Linked DNA regions of Rattus norvegicus: regions 1 and 3 are each linked to region 2. A link is a contact called in public Hi-C data. All regions are on one chromosome and are shown on one strand. Each heading gives the region's core, a stretch centred on a gene start, on an enhancer-like site or on the middle of the called end of the contact. The rest is flanking DNA. Distances are from core to core; before and after follow the strand shown.

Region 1 (4,901 bases), core at 1,512-4,011, 260 kb before region 2:
GTGAAAAAACAGGTACTTTTCTGGCAGTCTATAGAACCAGAAACTTCAAAGGAGGAAGCAGGAAGGCTCACAGGGCCTTCAGTGTAGATTGAAATTCCTAGCCAGATTTCTGAGAATCTGTCTCCAGCACTCAAAGTAACAAGTCCACATCACCCATTGCTAGCTCTCAAAACATCCTTCAGTAATAGTCCCATGTCCCAGACTCACTGGTCTAACTACCACTTCCTGAAGGGACTCTCATCTTTCAAGATGCCTTTATTATTATTATTATTATTATTATTATTATTATTATTATTATCACTATCATTATTATTAATAACTTATTTTTTTTACTTTACATCCCAACTGTAGTTTCACCTCCCTCTTCTTCTCCCAGTCCTCCTCCCTTACCCCACACTGCCCTCACCCCAATCAACTCCTCCTCTGTTTCTCTTCAGAAAAGGGGAGGCCTCTGGTAGCTATTAACCAGCCCTGGCTGTATTAAGACTAGATACATCTTCTCTTATTGAGGCTAGACAAAGCATCTCAGAAGGAGGGGTCCCAAAGGCAGGCAACAGAGTCAGAGACAAAACTGTTCCTGCTGTTCGGAGTCCCACATGAAGACAGAGCTACATAACTGTAACATGGGTGCAGGGGGCCTAGGTCAGATCTATGCATGCTTCCTGCTTGGTGGTTGAGTCAAGATATCCTTTATTTGTACACATTCCTTTTCCATCTTCCTGGTTACTAAATTCTACACAGTCTTTAAAGCTAACTCAGATGCCTTCCTGAAGTAGTCTTCCACCAGGAGTACAAGCTGAGTCTAGATCTGTGATCTCTCCTATTGGTTCTTTTAGCACCCAGGATCTCTTTTTTCATAGTACTTGCCACCCTGTAGAGCCTGACCCAACTCCTCATTTCTGCTGGATCCTGAGCTCAGTAGTAAAAATCCTATCTTCTGTCTGCAGTTCTAACACACATGAGAAGTGTTAATATAAGAAACAGGGAAAGTGGTTCTGTGGTAAAGTGGTAAAAAAGTGTGGAAATGGTAAAATGCTTGCCTCAGAAGCATGAGGATTTGAGTTATATCCCTGTCATGATGACCCACATTTGTAAGCCAAGCATTGTGGAGGTGGAAATCTGTCAGTGGAGACTGGCGATTGCCAGATCAATGAGAGAGACCTTGTCTCAAAGTAAGGTAGAGTACTCCTAAAGAATGATACCCCAGGTTCTTCAGTTTCTCACAGCACATATACACACATGTGTGGCATACATATTTATATTTCACATATATATATATTCATAAATACATATATACATACATATATCACAAACTAAATGAATGAATGAATAAATAAATAAATAACATGGAGAAAGAAGGGAGGGGAACTGATTTACTAATAACACATATGAAAGACATGAGAATTTAACTATTTTCACCAAACTCATGAAACCAAGGCTGAATCCCCAATAAGACTCTATTTTGAAATGAGGACGTTCAGGTGGTAATTAAGTTTGAGCAAAATTAATTGGGTCCTGATCCAATTCTCATATGCCAAACACCAGAGAAAAAACAATAAGAAAACAAAAGAAAGACATCATCTAAACATTAGAAAGAAACCAATCCTACAGACCCCTTAACCTTGAAGATCAAGTTTCAAAAGTTGCAAATAATACATTTTCAAGTTTAGGCTGACATATTTATAGAGTTTTATTATACCAGACCTAGACTAAACAAGGTGAATGATAGAAAATTTTAACTCCATAACGTGGTCATAGAAAATGATAGGAAAAAAGAGGTTTGTATCAAGATGTCTCCTCAACAGAGAACCTAAGGACTGGAACTCAGGAACCCCATAGCCTCCAGCTGTTCTATCATCAGAGTCCTTCTAGCACGCAAGAGTGAGCCTCACTTTCACAGGCTACCTCTGCCTAGAAACTTGGGGTTACATATATATTAAAACCAAGGTGTCTCTTTGCAACTGGACTCTGAACAGAGTCATTATTCAGAGTTTTATCACCTGCCTGGCAGAGACCCAAAAATAATGTTCTATGGCTTACGGCTCTGTGGACTCTTCCTGCTTTCCTTATGGCCTTCTCTAGGGTCAGCACTCTCACCACAGCGTGGTGAGCTTCTTCTATTTCTTCTCATCCTACACCAACATTTCTCCCCAAGTGTCTCTTGCTTATTTATAACTCTATCTTGGCTTCTGCGTGAGGCATTCTGGGTGAGCTTAATATAGGGTCTTTGTATAGAAGCTTCCTATAGGGGCTTCTTTTAGAATCATCACCCGGATATATTGTCCTAGCAACCTGAAGAGGAAATGTTTAATTCCCATGGTAGAACACGAAACTAATATAATGGAGAAGAGGGTCTTGTGCCGACCTACAACAGTTGGTAATGATGATGTCACATCCTTTCTTCTAAAGCAAAGTATCCATTGTTGTGCCTACCTCCAGTGCTCAGAACCTTTGTTCTCCTACCCCTCCCAAGCCCTGCTCCTGTTCCTGCCTTTGAGCAGCTCTTTGGAACCTAATGTGGCTCTCATCAGGTTTCTGAAGACCTCTTGAGAGGAGGCTGTCAAAGTTTCAAACTAAAACCTGAAACATGATCTTTATGGGGTGAAATGAGAAACCTGTTAAGGAAGCCGGGGAGAAGGTGGCGGATATGGTGTAGATGAGCAAGGTGTTTTGCAAGTAGACCCAGCAGGCCAGTCATAACTCAGGAATGCATTGCCTCATTTATCCCCTGACCAGGACTCCACTGGGAGCTATTGCATAAGATGACAGCATGGTCACTAGTTACCGTGTGACTAGGGATCATAGATACATGACAAAGCAGAGAGGAATACAGCATTTGGCACACCATTCAGAGGACAAAGTACAGGTCCTAGTGAACTTGTGCATGTCCGAAGAGCACCTAGCAACTTGGCTGAAAATGGACATGCCTAGACTATATCTCCTACCTGAGATGCCTTCTTATACCCCTGAAGAGTCAAAGCTCACCTCCTGACAGTTGCCACTGCTTTAGGACTTAACTAACTAGCTGAAGCAGGTTAAAACCAAGTTGATCAGGGTTGGGTGTGGTGGCGCATGCCTTTCATCCCAGTGTTTGGGAGGCAAAGGCAGGCGAATCTCTGAGTTTGAGGCCAGCCAAGGCTAATAGTAGAGAAACCCTGTCTCAAAAAATAAAATAAAATATAAAACAAACAAACAAAGAGAGGCCTAGGAAGCAGAAGGATACTTTAAAACAAAATCAAGTTGATCAGAATTTATTTGATCACCTACTATGTGCTGTCCTGGTGGTTACCAAATATGTAATTTAAGATGAAGCCTTAGATAGCATCAGTATCTGAAGATTAACCATCTCATTACTAGTGACTAGTGTTTGCCAGGTTAAGGACAAGGGTTCTAGAAGGAGCTTATCCAAATAATAATTATTGTGGTTATTGACCTACAAACCTAAGCACTTCCTAGCCTCTCTCGGGTCTTTTGTCTTCTGCCTGCTTCCGAGCCTAGTTTCATTCTTATATCACACTGCCAGAACACTAACAAAGTCTTTGTTATCTCCTGATCTAAGCACATACATCCTCATCAAGTTTACCTTCCCATCTCTATCTAGCTTCTAAAGCATGATCTTTACTCACAGTAAGTATTCTAAAATAAAACAGAATAATTGCAGAAATAATAACCATGTAGTAGAATGTATTGCTATGCATTGTGTGAAATCTTGGCTACTTTTCTTTCTTTTCCTTTTTTTTTTTTTTAGATAGTCTTAAATAACACATGTTGCTCTCAAATTCACGGTGAAACAGAGGCTTTACTCTATGAACCCATGTGGCATTCTCTGGGTTTTCTTGCAGGAATATATGAGATTCCTTTTGTCTGTTGTCTTGGTAGTCTGTCTTTTGCTGCACCTAAATATCATGACTACAGAAAATTATTATCCATCCCCTATAGTCCCTTACTTAAAATTATCAGTGGCTCCCTATTTTCTACCAGTAATAAAAATTTCAAATTCTTCAGGATAGATTCAAGAATCACACATGGTTCTACCCCTAGCCCTGGCTTCAATCCTGTCAACTCCACATTCTAGGACCCAGTAATCAGGAATTCAAGTCCCTAGATTCCCCTTGAACACTTGTGTTTTCTTCCTCTTTGTTACTTAACCTTTCTCCCTAAATCCCTTTCTTTGCTAATGTCTCTGTCAGAGTCAGAAACTCCGGACTAGAAATCAAAGACTCTTCCTGCTAAACTTCCACAGCATAGATTCATTTCTTCCTCTGCACTGGTCCACACTGGTTCAAACCATGAGGAATGGGACACATGCACGCTGCTGCACAGGCCTGTAAAAATACCCGAATGTCTTTAAGCATTTACACTGAGAATAGAGAACCATTCTTCTCTTATCATGATGAATTTGGAGTTACTCACATTTGTTGAATAATTAGATTAGAAAATAGTCCTCCATACAATGCCTTTAAAAAGTTGATGTTGGGTCTGTTAATACCTGGTCTTCGAAAATCATTATGCTTCTGACACACCATCAATTCTCTCAAGAAACAGAATAAGGATTAGTTGTCCCTCATCCATAAAATGTCTCTGGGACATTGTCACCCATCCATTGGTGGGCATAATTTGAAGTAGAAGAATTTACTTCTTCAGTAGGCCATCTTTTTCTTTTTAGGTAAAAATTTGTGACCTTTCACTAGATGATTTATATTATGTCAGTTCCTAAGGACGTAGCCGGAGAGCAACATCCATCAGCCAGAAGTCCTGCGGTTAGTAGGAAATGTGTGTATCCTATCGCAATACTTCACAGTAATCACTACATCTGGGATGGGGCAAGGATATAAAAAGAAAACAGAATAGACACCCCCATTCTCAAGTATCAACAAAACATTTTTATGAAAGGAAGAGAG
Region 2 (4,906 bases), core at 2,116-4,615:
CACAGTGACCCGGACAGTATTCCAAGACCCACCCCTTTCAAAGAGAGAGAAAATGACAACATTCCACCAGGATTCTTGGGAAGATTCGCCTGGCGGTCCCTGACAGAGGCCTTTTGGACTCTATTTCCTTCATTCCAAAGTGTCCCTGGAAGCTTTCTGCCTCAGAAGACCCAGAAAGAACAAGTGCCTCTGTCATCATGCGTTTCCATATTTGGATGATCAGAAGAAAACGGCCTGGGAGGACAGCCAAGCTGCTCTTTTCTGGGTGGCCCTAAGTGAGTCACTTTACTTCAGAACTCTAGCTGTGTGTAAACTGGAGTTCTCATTCTCGCTCCCTGTATGCCTCAAAGAGGGCAAGAGTAAAGATACTGTTTTTTGGAGTGCAACCACTCACAAACACCAGCCATAAAAGTCCTGTGGAACTAGAATCTCATGACTGCTAGGAATAAAAAACAAACAAACAAACAACAACACCCCCCAAGACAGTGTTCTTGCTCACAGATCCAGAACCTGTGAAGTACCATGGCCAGGGCAGATACACAAGGGATTCTATTCTTCAAGACCTTCCATTAGAAGCTATCAGCCTACCTGCAAAAGTGTTCTCAGAGTAAGCCACCCTCTATCCCCTTGGAAACGTTTACAGATCATTTCCAATATACCACAAACTAGACAGACTGAGAAAGCTCATTGAACACCTGAAAATGTTGACTGACCAACCAAGCCAAGCCTTGAGCTTGTCTCCTGGCCCGGGTCTCAGATACGGGGTTCTCAGTGAGTTCTATAGGCTATAGATGCCCCTGTGTAATATTGTGCTACGGTTGGAGGAACTTGAGAGTTTGTTGTTTTGCTCTGGATGGAAAAAAAGACAATTGTCTGATAGCTATGCTGTGCCATGACTGTGACCCAAGGATTGCTTGACTAGCACCAGGACAAGCAGCCTTCAGGACTAGATCTCAAGGTACATCACAGATGCTGTGTACCCTAGGAAGATGTCCCTCACAATGCCAGAAAACAACGTCCCATCTAACTAGCTCTCAGTGTTGGCTGCTGAACACTAGAAAGAGTGAGAACACATAGTGGAGATCTTTAAACATCTCACATCCCAACTACAGTGGAGATTATAGATGTTATTTAACAACTCTGTTGTGCTCTAGGCGGTAGATAGCACATGCCTCAGCTTCAATGACAACCAGATTGGTAGACATTGTTGTGAGCACTTTAACAATTGGGGAGTTGACTCCAAGAAGACCATGGTGTTTAAGATCATGCTATTTAGGATGCTGGAAAGAAGAACAAGCTATGCATTCTCTATTCTCTCATGGACTCTGCCCTATGCTTCCCAGCATCCCAGCCTTAAGGTAGACTCTATTGGGTTATGTCCATTTTAGTTCCCTGGCCCTAAACCTCTTATAGGGCATTTGGTCAGTCCCTGAAGGAAAGACCAGCAGTTAACAGGTGGGTTCAGTTTCTTTTTAAACAGAACTGAAAGAAACACCTTACATGGGAGAGCAGGGGTCACAGCAATTGGGCTGGCTAGGGATGAAACAAAGTACTGGAAAAAGTCTAACTATCATAGAGAAAGCATGCAAAATATGTACCTCAAAATGACCATCTTACGGCCAGTTTCTGACTTATAATTGCCCTAAGCACCTGCACTTGGGAAAACAAAATCCATGATCACTGTCAGACAAAGTGGCCTTGATATTCAAAATTGGAGCCCAAGTTCTGTAACCAAGTGCCACATAGTCTTTATTTTAGGCTTCATGGCTCCCTCCCCCCCTCCTCTCTCTCTCTCTCTCTCTCTCTCTCTCTCTCTCTCTCTCTCTCTCCCTCTCTCTCGATTATTAAAATTTACCAGTGTGGAAGCAAAGGAGCCCAGTGATATCCTATAAAACGATGGACACTGCCGTGTTCCAATAAAACTTTAATGCAAGCACAGGTGGAGGAGTCGTAATTTGTCAGATCCTGGTTCAGAATGGGCACGGGAAACTATCCATGATGACTGTGCCAAGAACTCCAAAGACTTTCAATATCTCTTCCAAAACAAGTGTTTGCCAGTCAGTCACCATAATCCAGGCCCTATTCTTCAGCATGTTGAACAGAAGCAGGAATTCTACTCATACCCCCTCATACCAAGAGAAGCATCTTCCATGCTCCTCAGAAAGGGAACAGGGACGCTGGTAGGGAACATGCCAGCCTCATGAGAACAGAGCTAGGCCCCCATAGAAAACCATGAGCACCAGATCTTAGAAATTCAGGTCACTTTGCAGAGCAGAATCCAGACCCAGTGCCAATGTGGAGACTATGTTTCCATTTCCATTCAAGGTTAGAGGCCCTCTATTGCAGATTCTTCTTGAGCTACTTGGGCCCGTGCTTTGGCCAGTAAAAAAAAGTAGAGGACACTTCCAACATGGGAGAAGCCTAGAAGAAGCCTTTCTCCAGAGAAAACTTGTCCCTTGTATGAATGACACAGACATCCAGAGGACAGGAAGGTCTGCAAGTCCACTTAGCTGGAGATGTGAAACTGACAGACATAGCCCTGCTTGAAAAGCCAGGCCTTTGTACATCTTAAGGTGACTTGTCTTGTGAAAGGGAATTGCCATAGGGTGAATGTAGAGAAGGCTGCCTGGGTGCCTCTGGGAGCTTGACACATGCTGTGCCACATAGAGTAGGCAGCTATGCTCCTGTTTCTGTGTCCAACTCCAGGCTCTGGTCAAGCAGGACATGTCTTAGGGTTGTGGGTTAGTCAGCATGGTTGGAACTACTCAGTTGAGTCATTACTGAGCAAGAGCTCTAGACACCATGTTTATATAACACAAACAGTACGAATATGGAGAAACCGAGGCCCAGAAGCCACTAGGGATCTCTACAAATAACAATGTTCCGCGTATCATGCTCAACTCTTTCTGTGGCTAACTAAGGATATTGAATCCTCACAATGGCTCCGTGTGTTCTTACATTTCATTGTCCTAGTGTTTTTTTCTATTGCTGTGATAAGCACCACGACCAACAGTAAGAGAGAGGAAACAGAAACAGAGGTTTATTTGGCTTACATGTTTGCATCAGTCCTTCATTGAGGAAAACTCAGGGCCAGAACTCAGGGCAGGAGCAGAGACAGGGACTATGGAGGAAACCTGCTAACTGGCTTACTCCCAGGCTAGTATGTAGCATCCCTTCTGACACAAGCCAGGACCACATGCCCAGGAGTGACACCACCCACAGTGGGCTAAGCCATCCTCCATCAATTAGCAATCATAAAAAGGTCTCATAGACATGCCTACAGGCCAGTCTGAGGCAGGCAGCTCCTCAACTGAGATTCCTTCTTCCCAGGTAACGGGGAATATCCAGGTGACAGAAAAGCAAATAGCAGTCATGTGTGCTGTCATCGATATTATCAATCAATGTGTTGCAGGAGTGACCGTGGCTAGAAACCTTAAACACGAGCCATTTACAGGGCCCTTCTTGCTCTTCATGTGAAGAACACAGTGAGGATAAAGTCAGGCTCGTTAACACCACTGATCTTTTTCCTCAACATGCTCATGTCCTGTAACACTTGACCCATGTTGGAGAGCAGAGTTTGTAGGAAAAAAAAAAAGTGGAGAGAGTAAAGGAATTGTCTCAGAGACACTAGGGACCTAAGCTCCTTTTCCCCCAATCTCCCAGAAAAGGAAAGAAATTGTATTGGGGAGGGATGGATTTGCCAGAAGACTTAGCGATGGTTCTGATTAAAGGTCACGCTTTTCCAGAGTGAAAACAATGCCAGCCACTGACAGTCCTGTGGCTCGTGGGCACACAGGCTTAGCAGGCAAGGAGGTGGGGCTGGATGGAGCTGGACAAGACCCAGCACACAGCTTTGTAAAACGAGCTCAGTCAGCCTTGTGGGGTCACTCCAGAACACCAGGGCAACCTCCGTACCAGAAAAACAAACTCATGATCTCTGGCCAGACAGGCACCATCCAAAGAGTAAACAGGAGTGATCACACCCCAGGGACCCCCCAAAACTCCTCCCTGTCCTGCTGGGCTAATAATAATCTCAGTAGCTTACATGCACAGTGGATTAATGTGTCGGGCACGTGTATTCAGGGGTTTGTATGCATCTCTTTAGCCTCAGAAAGCCCTTGGTCTGGGTGGACAGGAAAAACAACTTCCAGCATTCTGCAGCGGTGCAGGGTAAATAGGAGTTACAACATATCACAAGAGAGCCAGGTTTTGATCGTTTCCATACACAAAGATGTTTTTGAGATGATTGACAGACCATTAGCCTGGCCTGAATTGTTGTGTGTATGCATGTATTGAGATGCCTTACCACACTGGTAACTATATAGAATTATCATTATATATATGGGAAGTGATTTAAAAATATCCATTTTATAAATGAGAAATTAGGATTCTTGGGTTCCTTAAGCTACTTAATAGTGGAACAAAAGTGAGACTCTAGGCTGTTCCGGTGACTGCCACATGCTGTTGGGTTGCTGGGCTTGGCACAGTGAATGCATACACATTGATTTGAATAAACATGTCACTCAGGATCCTTATCCCATTGGTAAAGCTGGTACTGTGAATGGAGATGCAGCTGTTCATCACTGACAAGCATTCTGTAGTTGTCTGTAGTTCCTGTGTAACTTGTGTGTGACCTCAGGCTCACAGCCTCTGGCACCTCCCACACTGAAGATGAAACTAATTTTGGAACTGATGCTTCCCCTGGACTCCCGGGAAGACTCACCCTAGCCCCAGGATAGCATTTTCAATTTGGTGAAACCTTTAAAATTCAAGCCTAACAGTGGTCCCCTAGGTCTTGTAGGAATTCATGTTCACTCCCCGGTTTCCCTGTCCTATTCCAGCATTTTTAGTCCTTCTGTTCTTTCACCTTAATTTGCATAATTATGTATTAAACTATCTGCACTCC
Region 3 (4,750 bases), core at 1,058-3,557, 290 kb after region 2:
TCCTCACTGGGTGCGGGCGGCTGCAGCTCGCTCTGCTGTTGCTGGTGATAGAAATTCTCTTCCTCGTCGCAGATGAAATAGGGCTGCACCGAGTCGTAGTCGAGGTCATAGTTCCTGTTAGCGAAGCTCACGTTGAGGGGCATCGTCGTGACTGTCTGTTGGAGGGGGCACAGCAAGGGAAGCAAGTCTAGAGTTACCCAGCTCTGGTTGATGCGGAAACCTGGCGCAGCGCGTACCCCAATCCTGAACCACTCCCCTTTCAGCCTGCTGTACTTCCAAGTGTGTGTGTGTGTGTGTGTGTGTGTGTGTGTGTGTGTGTGTGTGTGTGTGTGTGTGGTTGGGGGGAATGCACTCTTTTACTCCCTACTATCAGTGACGCTGGTCGGACTAGCAGCTGCTCCGAGTCCCCGCCTCCTTAGAGCAGGGACTTAGCACTGCAGACGCCCAGGAATCGCCATCGGCCTTGGCCTCCTTCAGAGGCTGAGGGAGGCGACTGTAGGGAATACAGTCTGCCAAAAGCCTAGGCGCAAAGTTTTGCGCCACCTGAAGGAGAAAGGCGAGAGGCGCCGCGGTGCTCGGCCCCCTCCGGTGCCGGCTCTTTGCGCCGCCGACCGGGTCCGGGTCCCTACTCGCGCCGTCGCCCGGCTCTTACCCAGCCGGCGCCGCCGCCCCTCTCCGCCCTCCTCTTTCTCCACCCCCAGCGCGCCCCCCTTCCTTCCTTTGCCGGCTTTTCTTTCCTATTGCTGACTTGGAGGGGAGAGCTCAGTCTCAGGCTCTAACAAGCCTCTCCAAAGGGGAGGGGGTGTCAAATAATAAGAGACACCTCCCTGCTACACTCTAAACCGCGACGCCACTGCGCCAGAGACCCCACAGCGATTCAGCACCCGGTGCAGGGCGTCTTCCCTCTCCCCGCCGAGGGTAGCAGCTGTTACCGAACAGCTCAGATCAAGACTCACCGCAGTCTCCCTAGCAATTCAGGGGCGCGGGGAATACCCGCGGATCCCAACCAGGAATGTGAGGATTCCCTCTGGTTTTCCCCAAGTCAACGAATCGGTCACATCCCTGCCCCAGTTTTGCCTCTCCTCAGTGCGCTAGTCCAACACCAAGTCCTAATACCGCGGAGGGTTAGGCTTAAATTTTACTATGATCACTATTTTTAAAGCCCAATGGCAACTTCTTAAAAGGATCAGGGACCGGTTGCAATCGCCGCCGGGGATTGGCGGGCGGGACGCACCCCCGAGTTGGTCTCAGGCTGTCAGAAATGCACCAAGCCGAAATTTAAATGCCCTCCCAAAGACTGGGAAGTCAGAGGCTACGGAGCCTTCTCGCTTTTTGCGGAGAACACGCAAAAGGTAATCCCTTTCCCAAAGACCTCAGGATACGAAGGGCTTCCTTTGGCCACCGCGAAGAGACCTCCGGCTTTGACACCCCCCCCCCCAAAGGACATAAATATCAATTAATGTAGCACAGCAAGAATGTCCAACCGGCCCGGGTCAGCGTCAGCCCACGGTAACCTCTGGAAGACAGTTTCAAAATGCACCCCGGTTTTTTCCTTCCCCTTTCCTGTCATCTTGACAAGTCGTTCTACCCCGACTCAGATCCACCTCAACTCCGCCCCGGCCTACCCCAACTACTCTGAGTAAAGTGTCAAAAGCACAGAAATTGAATAAAGACTGTTCTAACCGGTCGCTACACTCAGGACGTAGAGAAAACAGTAGAAGACCAACAGATCTGTGCTTACCGGGTTTTCCACCTCCCAAAGGAAATTCAGGCTTCAAATAACGCGAGGAGCTCTTTTCAGGGGAGCCGATCGCGGGCAGAGGCAGAGAACACTGTCCCCAAATAGACAAAAATTCCCTCCCCTGCGCCTGGGGAGTCCTGTCCTGGCTCGCAGATTGTAAGTTCCAGTGAGAAGTGTCTGCCCGTTGCAATGGGCAAAGTTTCCCAGAGGCGGCGAGGGTTGCGACCGCTGATGTTGGGTCAGCGGGAGGATTGGGTCGAGGAGGCAGCAAGCCTGGAGGCAAAGCCCTTCTCACTCCAGAGCTGCCTTCCTAGGAAGCCCGGAGTGGGGCTCTGCACACTGGGCTCTTCCAACCCGCCCGCTCACTCCCTCTGTCTCTCGCTGGAATTACTACAGCGAGTCAGAAAAAAAACGCCCGAAAAGCTTCTTTTATACTGCGACTCCGGATCCCTCCCCTCGCTTCTTTTTCCCGCCAAGCCTCGGCGAAGCCCTGCCCTTTTGGAGGCAGGAGGCGAGCGGAGTGGGCGCGGCGGAGGCGGCAGCGGAGAGCAGCGCAGCCCGGGGGTCCTTAGCCGTGCAGACCCCCGGATTATAAAGGGCGGGTGGGCGGGGATTAGCCAGAGAATCTCTTTCTCCCTCCCCTCCCGACCTCTATTTTTTTCCTCCTCTCGCTCCCCCGCCCTCTGCTTTGGGAACTCGGGAGGGGCACTAGTGGGGAGCCGGGGAAAGAGGAGGAGCCTCAGTCCCGCAGCCCAGTACTCCGACTCGGGGTGTAAACAGTAATAGCGCAGCATGAATTAACTGCGCGCCCGACCATTTTCTCCTGCTCGCGCGTCGGTCCTTTCCCTTTCTGTACAGTTGTTCGGGCGCAGCGCTCGGCTGAACTGTGTTCTTGTCCTGCGTGTATTAGTCACCGCAGGTGGAACAGCTGCCTCGCTCCACACAATACGCCGTGTACCCTGAGCCGCGTCACGCACGTCTCGGGCGGCCAGTCGTCTCTCTAAGGTCGGGGAAACAGAATTTAAAAAGGGAAGGACGAAAAAAAAAAAAAGAGTTATGTAGGAGCCCTTGCTCAGTGTGGAGTGATAGTTGAAGACCTACGACAGATGAGGTCTGAGCAGAAAAACGATGCCTGGAATCATTAAAATTGCTCAGCAACTCAATGCCACGTATACTTGGAGAGCCACTTAGGAATAAACAGCCACTGCATCTCTCGGGGAGGGCAGTGTGTATTTTGCGTTTGGGCGTACAGCTATGTTGACTGGGCACATTCTTTACAGAATGAATCCCCCAATTTGCTGCCAGAAAGGCCCTCCACTCCAACACCTCCCGTTCGGACCTTCCACCAGGCGGGGTGGGGTGGAGGCGGCTCCTTGCCCCGTAGGTCTTTCTGCGCGTTCCAGAGCTGGAGTAGAGTAGGACTGCGGCGGTGGGCGCGCTCTACCCGGATCCTCCCGGTCGAGTCTCTGCCAGTCTACACCCCATGCACCTCCACTCAGAGTTCCAGTTCCACAGCCAGTTTTCACTAAAGGCAAATCCTCTTTGCCCCTGTGGAGCCAGTTTGCACCAGACTCCGGCTTAGAGGTTGGGGGTGGGGGGGGGCGGGAATCAAGGCGCTAGACGCGAGAATATGCCATGGATTGGGGGTTGGGGGAAACCCGGACTTCCCAGAAAGGGGGAGGAGTAGAATTGCCAACCCAGATCTGGGGAGCCTGCGGAGACCCTAGAATAAAGGAAACCGTTAACCCCTTCCTCTCAGGACAAACCCCAAACTTTCCCCTTTTATTACTGGAATCGTAATTATGCACTTAAAAAAAGGTCGGCCCGGGTCAGATCAAAGTAACGTTGTGTCTTTGCCTTCGTATGTGTGTGTTAAACTAATTAAAAGCCGACTCTAATTTTTACACTAATTTCCCAATTTACTTTTTCCTCAATACCATGCCGTGCATTTTGTAGAGTCCCCAAAGGTATACACACTTAATATATACACGATAACCTAGTTTATTAACCAACGTGAAACATGAATCTTTTGCTCTGTGTTTTGGTTCTAGATTTATTATATAGTGCATATTTCCTCGGGATTTGCTTATCCTACGCATCAAAACCCAAAGCAGTCTCCTCATTCAGGACTCCTCGCCCCAAGGCATTTTAAGAAACCTCTCACTGCTACCCCCTAAAAAAAGAAGAGACTACAGTAGCGTGTAGCGTGTGTAAGGTGCGCATTGTTCAAAGTAGTCATTAGCCATTGAGTTTGCAATTTAGGATTCAGCTGTTGGATGATAGTATCTTCCTTCATCGAGCTCATTGCACAATTCAGCTTTAAGGATTGCAAAATGACTACAGCCTCTAGGATTTTGCCTCAAACGCCAAGAGCCACCAATCCCTAGGCTGCATTTTGCTGCAGAGACTCTTTCCCCGCCCCCTCCCCGGGTTGTGGCTCTCGGATTTGCGAAAGTAAAGTGTGCCCTCTACTGGCCACAGATCACAGCTTTGCGAAGCCAACGAGGGCGGAGGTCGGGTGGGGGCAGGGCATTTGCTTGCTGGGCTTCCAGGTTCTGGGAAGAAGCTTCGTTGCCTAAGATAAGCTTCCGGTCATCCTTTAAATGACTCTTTCAGACTGCCAAGGAGCTAAAGGAAGAGAAATTACTAGAGGAAAAAGTGGTTCCGAGGTGGCTATCCAGCTGCATAGACGGGGAGAAAATTAACCCATGGCTACTTTCAGACATTCACCCAAAAGAGAGCCCTAGTTGTGGATGGGAAAAGTGAATAATTCATGGGTATACATGTGAAAGAAGTAAAAAGCAGAGCAAGCTTTATCCCCCAGGTCCCACACCTCTGTCATCATGTTCTAAGCTGGAAGCTTGAAAGCAGAACACTGGATTTTATTGGGCAAGGGGAGTCAAAACGCAAGGCAGGGGTATTAATTTATCATCACCTTGTTTTATTATCATTATTTGCTATTGCTGTTTTTTTGAGAGATGGTCTCACTACTAATTTTTGCTTGCCTGA

Evidence for each region. Hi-C and Micro-C count contacts between places; a contact is called where the count stands out from the background.
Region 1: a contact with region 2 is called in a Hi-C map of liver, with 4 times the contacts expected there. The contact joins two enhancer-like sites. A contact is called at or near these places in 2 of 12 Hi-C or Micro-C datasets (kidney and liver).
Region 3: a Hi-C map of liver shows a contact between it and region 2, with 6 times the contacts expected there. The contact joins the promoter of Myc here to the enhancer-like site in region 2. A contact is called at or near these places in 7 of 12 Hi-C or Micro-C datasets (the A7r5 cell line, the Rat2 cell line, Schwann cells and 3 more) and 1 of 1 datasets of contacts at active chromatin or transcription factors (oligodendrocytes).

The regions. Positions count from the first base shown.
Region 1 is chr7:96,037,566-96,042,466 of GRCr8, reverse strand. No RefSeq gene overlaps it. Among named protein-coding and RNA genes, the nearest start is that of Rgs22l, 470 kb to the left of the region's middle. Within about 2 kb of position 2,761, at least 10 of the 93 cell types and tissues checked have an H3K27ac peak or open chromatin away from gene starts, as enhancers often do. A contact at or near this core is called in liver, where this site is marked.
Region 2 is chr7:95,773,955-95,778,860 of GRCr8, reverse strand. No RefSeq gene overlaps it. Among named protein-coding and RNA genes, the nearest start is that of Pvt1, 230 kb to the right of the region's middle. Within about 2 kb of position 3,365, at least 12 of the 93 cell types and tissues checked have an H3K27ac peak or open chromatin away from gene starts, as enhancers often do. A contact at or near this core is called in Schwann cells, kidney and liver, where this site is marked.
Region 3 is chr7:95,480,662-95,485,411 of GRCr8, reverse strand. Myc (MYC proto-oncogene, bHLH transcription factor) reads right to left here and starts at 2,307. Exons shown (of 3, transcript NM_012603.2): 1 at 1,742-2,307; 2 at 1-155. The coding sequence starts at 1,771.